2 separate regions of the Pan troglodytes genome follow, and region 2 is linked to region 1. Evidence: chromatin contacts called from public HiChIP or PLAC-seq data. All regions are on one chromosome and are shown on one strand. The core of a region is the stretch at or near the end of the contact, and the rest is flanking DNA. Distances in the headings are between cores, read along the strand shown.

Region 1 (4,870 bases), core at 805-3,304:
AGTTAAGATTTTTAAATATTTCTTTTATCAAAACAGCTTTCTTTTTTCTTTTCTTTTCTTTTTTTTTTCTTTTTTTTTTTGAGATGCAGCCTCACTCTGTTGCCCAGGCTGGAGTGCAGTGGCATGCTCTCGGGTCACCGCAACCTTCGCCTCCTGGATTCTGGTGATTCTTCTGCCTCAGCCTCCAGAGTAGCTGGGATTACAAGCATGTGCCACCACGCCTGGCTAATTTTTGTATTTTTAGTAGAGACGGGGTTTTGCCATGTTGGGCAGGCTGGTCTCGAACTCCTGACCTCAGGTGATCCGTCCACCTTGGCCTCCCAAAGTGTTGGGATTACAGGCATGAGCCACTGCGCCCAGCCGACAAAACAATTTTCTTAAATTGTAATTCCTTATAGATTAACATAAAGCTTGTGTTATACTTAGTTTAGCACATGTGTAAACAAAGTATCTTTTGGGTGAGTTTATTTTTATATTAACAAGGATGTTTACTTCTTTAGGTAAAGTAACCTATTTCTTTTTCTTTGGTTGGCAATTAGGGCAATACTAATTACCTAATCATAACAGAAGCGGTGCACTCCAGACTCATTATTCCTATCATTGGATATTGTCTGACTGATGAATTGTGATCCCTGTTACAGGCCAAAATAGCGAGGTCCTGCTTCGATAATTGCTAAATATATTTTTCTTGAATTATATATTTTTTGCCTTATGTCGACTGTGAAAAATATAAACTATAACTTCTCACCTTTCTTTTGGTGAGAAAAAAATAGGCCTCAATCATTTTGGTAACAATATAAAACAAGTAAAAGAAAAAAATAGGTCTGAAAAGATCTTGGAGTCACCTTAAACTTTATCTGCCATGAGACACTTAGAAGAATCAGACCTTTGTTGAAGATTACAGAACAGAGACTCCTTCAGTCACACCCAGGAGACAGGTATTCACCGTAAAGACTAGAATGAAGCGTGGGAAGTGGATGGATCCAGTGCAGCCCCAGGGAACTGGACACTCACATGCCCCTGGGAAGCAGGTCTTTGTTGCTCTCCTTCCATCACTTGGTCTCAGCTTGTCTTTGACTGGCTTCTACCACTTGTGCCTCCACCCAACCTGCTGCTACATTCTCCTGGTTTCTGCTTACTCAGATGTTTTGCATCCGAAGCCCATTTTGGCCCCTTCTGCCTTACCCTCTCTTAGCTCCAACCTTTCTCTTACATCAGACAGCTCCGTCTCTGCATTCTCCACTTTCCATTTCCAAGGGAGTGTCTGATTGGCTTACTAATTATCAGAGTCCGTGTTTGATGAGAACTGTTTGCTCCAGGTCACCTCACAGGATGATGACTACATCACGGATTGTGCGCTCCTGGGTCACGCGATCACTCTTAATTTCAATTAGCTGGGCTGGGGGTGGGGAGGGGGTAAGGAACGTTTTTTGTAGTTATTTGTGCAACCCCTGCTCTAGAAATAGTTTGGGTAACTGTTTCCTTTCCAAAAGGACTCTCTGGGTACGGTAAGCATCTCTCTCTCACACACACACATATTAAAATAACAGTGACTAAAACAAAGGGAGCATGAATAAATTGAATTATGAAGTTAAATGTATGAAATAATGAATGAACAAGGGAAGAAACCGATACTGACCCAGGGTCAACAACTACCTATGTCCAAGTAAAATTTCTTTGCAGTCTGACAAATTGGCTTTCAAGATTGCATTTTGTTTTGCGAATTAAGCCATTTTTAAGTCATGAGTCGTAGTTTTCTGGAGGCCCCCGGCATCCGGAACCCATGAATGCCACGTTCTTTCTAGCAGCCTTCAGCAATTTGAGGGCGCTTTGTTTCTTACGTTGGGAGAGAAATCCATCAGGAAATCGACGCCCAGGATCAGATGCAGATCCTGGGATCCTTGGCTCTGAGTAGCACGGTGGAAAAGTGAGGTAATCCAGGCTCTGGGCCCGTTTTCCTAGGAGCCCAGGGCGCTTCACCTGTCTGCAGTCAGCCCCTTTCTTGGACGTCTCCTCCCCTGAGTTTCCTCCTCATAGGCTTGTCCCTGGGAGTGTGGGCGGCCCCTTTCTTGAGCGCAGAAACACTTACTTTTCCCCCTACCCTGCTCCTCCTCCTCCACAGCCGTCTTTCTCTTTGCCTCAGCCACTTCCTTCCTTGGCCTCACCCTCCCCAGTGCACTGAAGAAGGTAACCGGGTCCAGACCCACGCGGCGCCAGTTCTCCGGCGGGAAGGAAAACCGTGCAGAGAGGTGCGTGAGCGCCCGGGCAGATGTGGCTTAGGTAGCAGGGATGGACTGGGTGTCCGTGGTGCGCCGCCGGGCACCGCGGGCTGCGGTGAGAGTCGGGTCAGGAGGGGGCCGGGAGGGGGCTCAGGGCGCGCGGAAGCTGCGACCGGCTGGGCTGAGACCTCGCGGGTTGGGGTCCCGTGGGGCGCGCGCCGCCCACGCCCCCACCTCTCGGGTCGACTTCCGCACTCGGCTCACGTGACGTTTCGCCGGCCGGGGGCGGACTGGGAAGCCGGCAGAAATGGAACGATTTTTACCGCGGTGCGACGTGTCGGCTTTGCACTTGGCGGTGGTTCAGGAGCCAGTTCTGCAAAGCTGGGTGGGGAAGGGCTCGGGGCGAGGGGAGAGGCTGCCCCGAGGAACGTGGTGGCCTCAGGGCAGTGGACTCTGCAGCGCCGGAGGTGGGTGCGGCTCTGTGCGCTCCAGGTCAGGGGGTGCAGAGTCGTGAGGGGACACCAGGGGCTCGTGGAGCCCGGGGCAGGGTCCGTTTTCGTCGCCCGGTTTGGGTGCTCGCTCTCGCGGCGCTTCGGGGCGCTCGGGCCACGGGGGAGGCAGACCCGCGGCGCCGGGCCGGTAGCTGCGGAGACAAAGGCTTCCGGGACGCGGCCCTTCCCGGGCGCCAGCGGTGCCGCCCCGCCACTGGGGGCCCAGCCCCGCGCTCCCCAGCCCTGCACTGGTGCCGGCGGTGACCGTGTGATGATGGGCTGCAGGGCACGGGGTTAGGAGACTTCTACCAGGCAGAACCCCAAACTGGTAGCAGGATGGCCAAATATGGAGTGAGCGCGCCCCAGACCGGAGGGAGTAAGGAGCCCAGTCATCCTTTGACCCGCACCAGCTGCTTGCCCGCGATTGCGAAGGAGGGCTGGGAAAACGTGCCCAGCCCGAGTGTGTAAAGTTGGTTCCTGATTCCGGACATACCTATTCCAGTAGGCTTTATTTCCTTGGATATTAGAAAATCTCCATGCATTGCCTCCAAACTTTTGAAAAATAACAATGCCCTGAGGGTCCTTAAATACATTCTAAAGTGTGTATTGGTGGTGAGTTTCGGGTTCTGCCCAGTCCTCCGACTTTCCGCTTCCTTTGTGTTTCCCACGCACAAAGCCGAAATCGATTCTGCGACAATTAGAGTGCCTGGCCGTCATCTGCCTCGCCTTCCCTGGAGCCTTTTCCTGTCTTCTGGTCCAGCCGCTCACCATTAAGCTCTTCCCTTTAGACTTGCTCTGCTTCTCACCTCTCCTCATTGTTCTTTTCTTTTTTTTTTCTTAGACATAGTTTCGCGGTACTCGTGAGAATGTGTTACATTCGTATAACCAAATCAGGGTAATTGGTATATCCATCACCCTAAATATTTATCTCTTCTTTATGCTAGGAACATTCAACTTACTTGCTTTTAGCCATTTGGAAGTGTACAATCCATTAATGTGAACTATAGTCACCCCACTGATCAATGCAACACCAGGTCTTATTTCTTCTAACTGTGTTTATACCCATCAACCTCCCTTCACCCTCCGCCCCCTTCATTGTTCTTCATCTTGCTCTCTGCAGTCCTGGGATTCTGTCCTTATTATAAAAGGCCATGGGTCTTTCAAGGATTGTGTCACAATAGGTATTTTTCCCCCTTTGTCCCTCTCCTTCCTAAATAATAAATAAATAAAACGTCAAATTATGTATGCTAGCAATTGTTTTTAAACCTGTTATTTTCCTATTTATGGTGGTCTGGGCAGGGAGCCTTTCTTGCTTTGTAAGTGTTCTGCCTTGGTAAGAGCTCAGCATGTCACGTTTCATACAAATACCACTCACTATTATATTTAGTGTATTTGCATAATGGCAAAAGAAGAAGAGGAAGCGGGGAAACAGCCACCACGATGTGGTAGAAACAGCATTTAATTGTGGGGCATTAACCCCTGTTTCGTTATCCTTAAAATAAAGGTAAATAAATGCCTTGCAAGGTTCTTAGAACTACATGAATTAACGTAGATAAGGAGCCTGATGTGTAATTAAGTATAAAGAAACGCTGGTTGCCTTTCATGCTTAAAATTGGATGAACGTACATCTGCTTACTATAATGCAGGTATGCGTACTATATATAATAGATGAATTTCCCCTTTGATGCTCATTATTCAATGAGAGCTAAGTCTGAAGTATGTTGCTGGAGGTGGGAGGAAGGAGTGAAGAAGGGTGTTAAAGAGATAACATCTTTCTGGGGTCGGGAATCAGAGAATCAGAGAATTGGAAAGTTCCTTAATTTCTTTGGACATTTTCATTCTCCCTCTGTCCAGTACAGGCTAATTTCCTCATCATGCCTCACAGATCCTTACTATGTCTGCATTAATATTTCTAGGAACAGGGTGCAAACTTTATTCATTGTTGGGCAATTTTAATTGCTAGATAACTTTTTTATATGGCTCTCAAATCTGCCTTTCTATTACACTTACCCATCCTACCCAGTAGAGGAACACAAAGACTATTCATAGAAGTATATAAAAAAGAGCTTTAGGTTTTTTTTGTTTTGTTTTTAAAGCAGCAGTTCTTCTCTAAGCTAACTTTATGGGTCAGGATTCTTTAGAGTGCAAGTAATAGAAACT
Region 2 (4,618 bases), core at 912-3,411, 110 kb after region 1:
ATCCAGTGCTTGCTCCTCCTTGCCGTTCCAGGCTCTGTTATGCATTCTGCTATGGTTGCCCAGAGCTCGCAATCAGAATCTCCTCTCCATTACCTGAATGTTGGGGAGAGTATTGTTTCTTGTACTTTCCTGTCTATCTGTATAGTTCACAAAGAGGCAGGGAACAGAGTCTGGAGGCAGGGAACCTAAGGGCGTTTCACCCCACTTCCTAAACTAAATTGAAAGGAAAACCCTAACTTTCCACACCTGAGTAACAAAAGGACCAGAAGCTGCTCCCTTTGCAAACCCTCACCTTTTCTGCGTGGCAGATGGGAAACTGGCTGTCAGCAACCAATGAGACTGATTGCGGGTGGAGTCTTTGCATAGAAGTGCAACTTTGTAACTTCACCTTAGCCTCTGATTGGTTGCTTTTTAAACAGAAGTGTGCAAAAAGTGTGATTGCCCAGAAGTGTGACCTTTGTTAACTCCACTTCAGCCTCTGATTGGTTGACGAAAGCAACCAATCAGACTAATTGTGCGTCACCACTTCATTTACATGAGGTGAGGATGAAGTGGCCAGTGGGAAACCTCCAGGGGGTATTTGGACCTCAGAAGATTCTGCATCCGGAACCTTGAGCCACCGCTGGGGCCGCTTCCATACTGTGGAGTGTACTTTCATTCTCAATAAATCCCTGCTTTCTTCTTTCCTTGCTTTGCTGGGCGTTTGGTCCAATTGTTTGTTCAAAATGCCAAGAACATGGACGACTTGCAGTCAAGACCCTCTAATGGTAACAACAACACCGTGACAGAGCTTTTACTAAAGGGCTGAATTAAAGATTACACTATAAAAGGGGAACACTGTAAAGCTGTCAGCTAAACTAGTCTTTCCTCCACAGTTCGTGAGGAAGGAACCTAATTTATACATTCAACAAATTTATGCCAGCTGTTCTCTGATGTGCCCAAGGCAGATAAAATCTATCCATGGAGGTTTCATTTCAGTGAGAGGGAGATATACAAGAAATAAGTAAACACGTACATTGCCAACATAATTAGAGATGGAGGAGGAAAATAACAGGGTGGAACTTCTGACAGCTCTCCTGGGAAGGTCTCTGTGGAAGTGATGTATTTGAGCTGAGACCTGAAGGAAGGGAAGGAGTTGGCCGAAAAGGTAGAATAGAATTGCAGAAAGAGATCAAGGGGAGCTCTTCCCAGGGGTCCCCTGCCCTCATATTGCCTGTCTTCACTGGTGTCACCTAATCTCCTACTGCTCATAACCTGGCTACCTATCTTTCACTATCTTTCAGGACAACTCAGCCCTATGCATAGGGATGGGTTCCCCCCCAAGCAGGGACTGCTTCAGAGTCCAGGCAACATCTAGTTACATCCCTGGATGATGGGTCTTGTTTGAGTGAATTGTTTTCACCCCCAGACTGTGGAGGCTTCCCATTCAGGACCCTGGTGTTCATCCCCATTGTCTGGGAACTCTACCCTGTTTCTTTCTTTCTTTCTTTTTTTTTTTTTTTGAGACAGAGTCTCGCTCTGTTGCTCAAGCTGGAGTGCAGTGGCGCGATCTCGGATCTCAGGTTCAAGTGATTCTCCTGCCTCAGCTTCCCGAGTTTCTGGGACTACAGGCACACGCCACCACGCCCAGCTAATTTTTTTTGTATTTTTAGTAGAGACAGGGTTTCACCACGTTGGCCAGGATGGTCTCGATCTCTTGACCTCGTGATACACCCGCCTCGGCCTCCCAAAGTGCTGGGATTACAGGCATAAGCCACCGCGCCCGGTCCCCTGTTTCTTTAATTACTGTTACTGAAAGGCATAGCCTTTGAATGAGTTATTAATCCAAAATCCTTTGTTTTCCATTCTTGCTCTAGTCACAGCTTATTTTTCTAGACCATACTGTTCTAAGCCTCAATTACATTAAGGCCAGGAGGCCACCGAAGAACTCCACATGCCACTGCACTGGCGGGTGGAGCAAGTCAAGCAGGGCAGCTCATGAACGCCCGGGAGTCCAGGAGGCCCGGGTGGGGACGCCTGGATGACGTCACTCGAGTTGGGCAGGCCCCGCGCGGGGCGTGACGTCACGCGGGCGGTCCCGTCAGCCGTGAGGTCACCTGGTGGGCGCGGCCAGGCCGAATCCCCAGTGTCGTCACGGGAGGGGGCGGGCCCAGAGCGTGTCAGTGCAGCCGAATCAAAACAAGCCGGAGACCCGCCTTTTCCCTCCGGCTCGGGAGCGTCTCGCTTGCGCCCCGGGCCCGCGGCGCCCGCGCGGCTGCGAGCCTCGGGTGGCCGCGTGCCGGCTCCAGGAAGCCGGAGAGGGCGCGGCGGCCAGGATGGCGCGGCACGGGCCGTGCGGCTAGACGGGAGCCGAGGGAACCGCCGGCTCGCGCCCTCCGTTCTTTCCCGGAGCCGGCTTCACGCAGGGCCGGGAACGGCCGTGCCTCTGGGATCCGCCTTCGCTGACGCCGGGCACCTACCTGGACGCGAGCGAGCGAGATGCCCAACCCCAAAAACAGCAAAGGCGGCCGCAAAAACAAGCGCGCCAACAGCAGCGGCGACGAGCAGGAAAATGGAGCCGGGGCCCTGGCAGCGGCGGGCGCGGCGGGAGCGGCGGCCGGGGGGGCCCTGGCGGCGGCGGCCGGTTGCGGGGCGGCGGCGGCGGGCGCGCCGGGCACCGGAGGCGCGGCGGGCGCCGGAGGCGCGGGGACTGGCGCCGCGAACGCCGCGGCCGCCGCGGGGGCTGCGGCCGCGGGCGATGCCAAAAACGGTAAGACGGGGCTGGCGGGGCGAGCGCCAACTTCCTCCCCGACGGGGACGGCGCGGTGGCGGGGCCCTGGGTGGCGCGGGCGGTGCGTGGACAATGCGAGAGTCAGGAAGTGCTCACCCCGCCCCTCCGCCCCGCCGCGGCTGCCCCTTGGCGGTCCCCACGCCTGGCGGCGGGGACGGATCTGCGGCCCCTGCCCGGTGTCCGCGCGGGGGGCAGCCCGCGCCCCACACTCTGAGGGGCTCCCGGCTGCGGCAGCGCTGCCCTCGGGCCCAGCCTGCTGCCCGCGCTGGCACTGCCCCGCCGTGTGTGCCGGGCCGAAGGGAGGAAGGAAGGGAGGAAAGAGCCGCCCAAGTTGAGAAGAATGATCCGATTGAAAACTTAGGCACCGGTTAATTCTTCCCGGTGCTCCAAGGCCACCCGTAACCCCCGGAGTGAAGGAGAGAGAGCCTCAATTCTTAGCACACCCAGGCTTGCTGCGTCGATCGCCACAGGTGAAGAGGCCTCGAGACATTTAGGGCCTCTGTGTTTGCTCTTTAATTTTTTGGCTTGCTTGAGGAAGGAAGAGAATCTGAACTTGACTTCCGTTCTCAGCCCGGAGTTAAAAAAAAAAAAAGAAAGAAAGAAAGAAAAGAAAAATCATTCTCTATGTCATTGTGCTTAGCATTTTCAGAAGGAAGCCTCATAATCTTAGGTAGTGCCTGAATGCTCCTTTTGAGGGGACACTTAGGAACTGGCCCAGATGTGGCAGGATTTCTGTTCTCATTACAGAGCCATGGTTTTCGTTATAAGGTGCTGGGCAAACACTTTTACTTATTTGGACAGTTCTTTGAATTCCTCTAGTCAGGCACTTTTTCCAGGAAGACAACGTAGGTATTTTAATGAAGGGAGATTTGAATTGTTATATCTGGCTTTTAATTTATAGCGTCAGCTTTTGAAGCCATTCTTTATGTAGATCAGGCACTTTTTTGTTTTGTTTTGTTTTGTTTTTAGACGGAGTTTGCAATTTCGCCCAGGCTGGAACGTAGTGGCGCAATCTCGGCTCACTGCAACCACCGTCTTCCGGTCTGAAGCGATTCTCCTTGCCTCAGCCTCCCGAGTAGCTGAGATTACAGGCGCCCACCACCACGCTCGGCTAATTTTTGTTATTTTTAGTAGAGACAGGGTTTCACCATATTGGTCAGGCTGGTCTCGAACTCCTGACCTCGTGATCCCGCCCGTCTCGGCCTCCCAAAGTGCTGAGATTACAGGCGTGAGTCACCACGCCCAGCCAGATCAGGCACTTTTTAAACAGGGCACCTGCTCTTACAAGCAGCGTACAGTGCTCTGAACATAGGCGGCTGAATGTCGCCTGTTAGAACTGTAGGCCCCGTTGGCTGTGTCTCTGCAATATTGAAATAGGAAGATTTATTTATTTATTTTCAGAAACAAACTTACCCCGTTTGTGAATGTTTCAGAATACTAGTTTTGGGTAGCCTGTGTTCTTCATGTTCTTTTGTTTTTCTCCTGGCTTTAACCTTCATTTTGGTATTGATGTGGCAGAGAGAAAGGTGCCCAGACTCTGGGTAGGACAGACTCCTAGCTCAGCCATTTAGAGCTTCATCATCTTGGAAAGGTCAGTCTTCCAGAGCCTCAATTTCCTCATGTGTAAACTTGAAAAAAAATTACCCTGGCTCCCTCCTAGTGTTATTGAGAGGCTCAGAGTGCCCCTTCCCTATTATGCTCCCAGTTCTTGTTATTTTAAAGGTTACATATATAATGAGCTTAAAGTTTCTCACAAAGAGTGCATGAACAATGATGACAGCTTTCGTTTATTCATTTAAAAAAGATTACCCGCAGTGTTGCAAGTACCGTGTTCAATACTAAGGGATC

Evidence for each region. HiChIP or PLAC-seq counts read pairs in DNA pulled down with a chosen protein or histone mark.
Region 2: a contact with region 1 is called in an H3K4me3 HiChIP or PLAC-seq map of stem cell-derived excitatory neurons, with 3 times the contacts expected there. The contact joins the promoter of HECA here to the promoter of ABRACL in region 1.

Annotation. Positions count from the first base shown.
Region 1 is chr5:150,880,190-150,885,059 of NHGRI_mPanTro3-v2.0_pri, forward strand. It overlaps ABRACL (ABRA C-terminal like), which reads left to right and starts at 2,055. Exons shown (of 3, transcript XM_001159255.8): 1 at 2,055-2,249.
Region 2 is chr5:150,988,511-150,993,128 of NHGRI_mPanTro3-v2.0_pri, forward strand. It overlaps HECA (hdc homolog, cell cycle regulator), which reads left to right and starts at 2,162. Exons shown (of 4, transcript XM_527517.7): 1 at 2,162-2,749. The coding sequence starts at 2,479.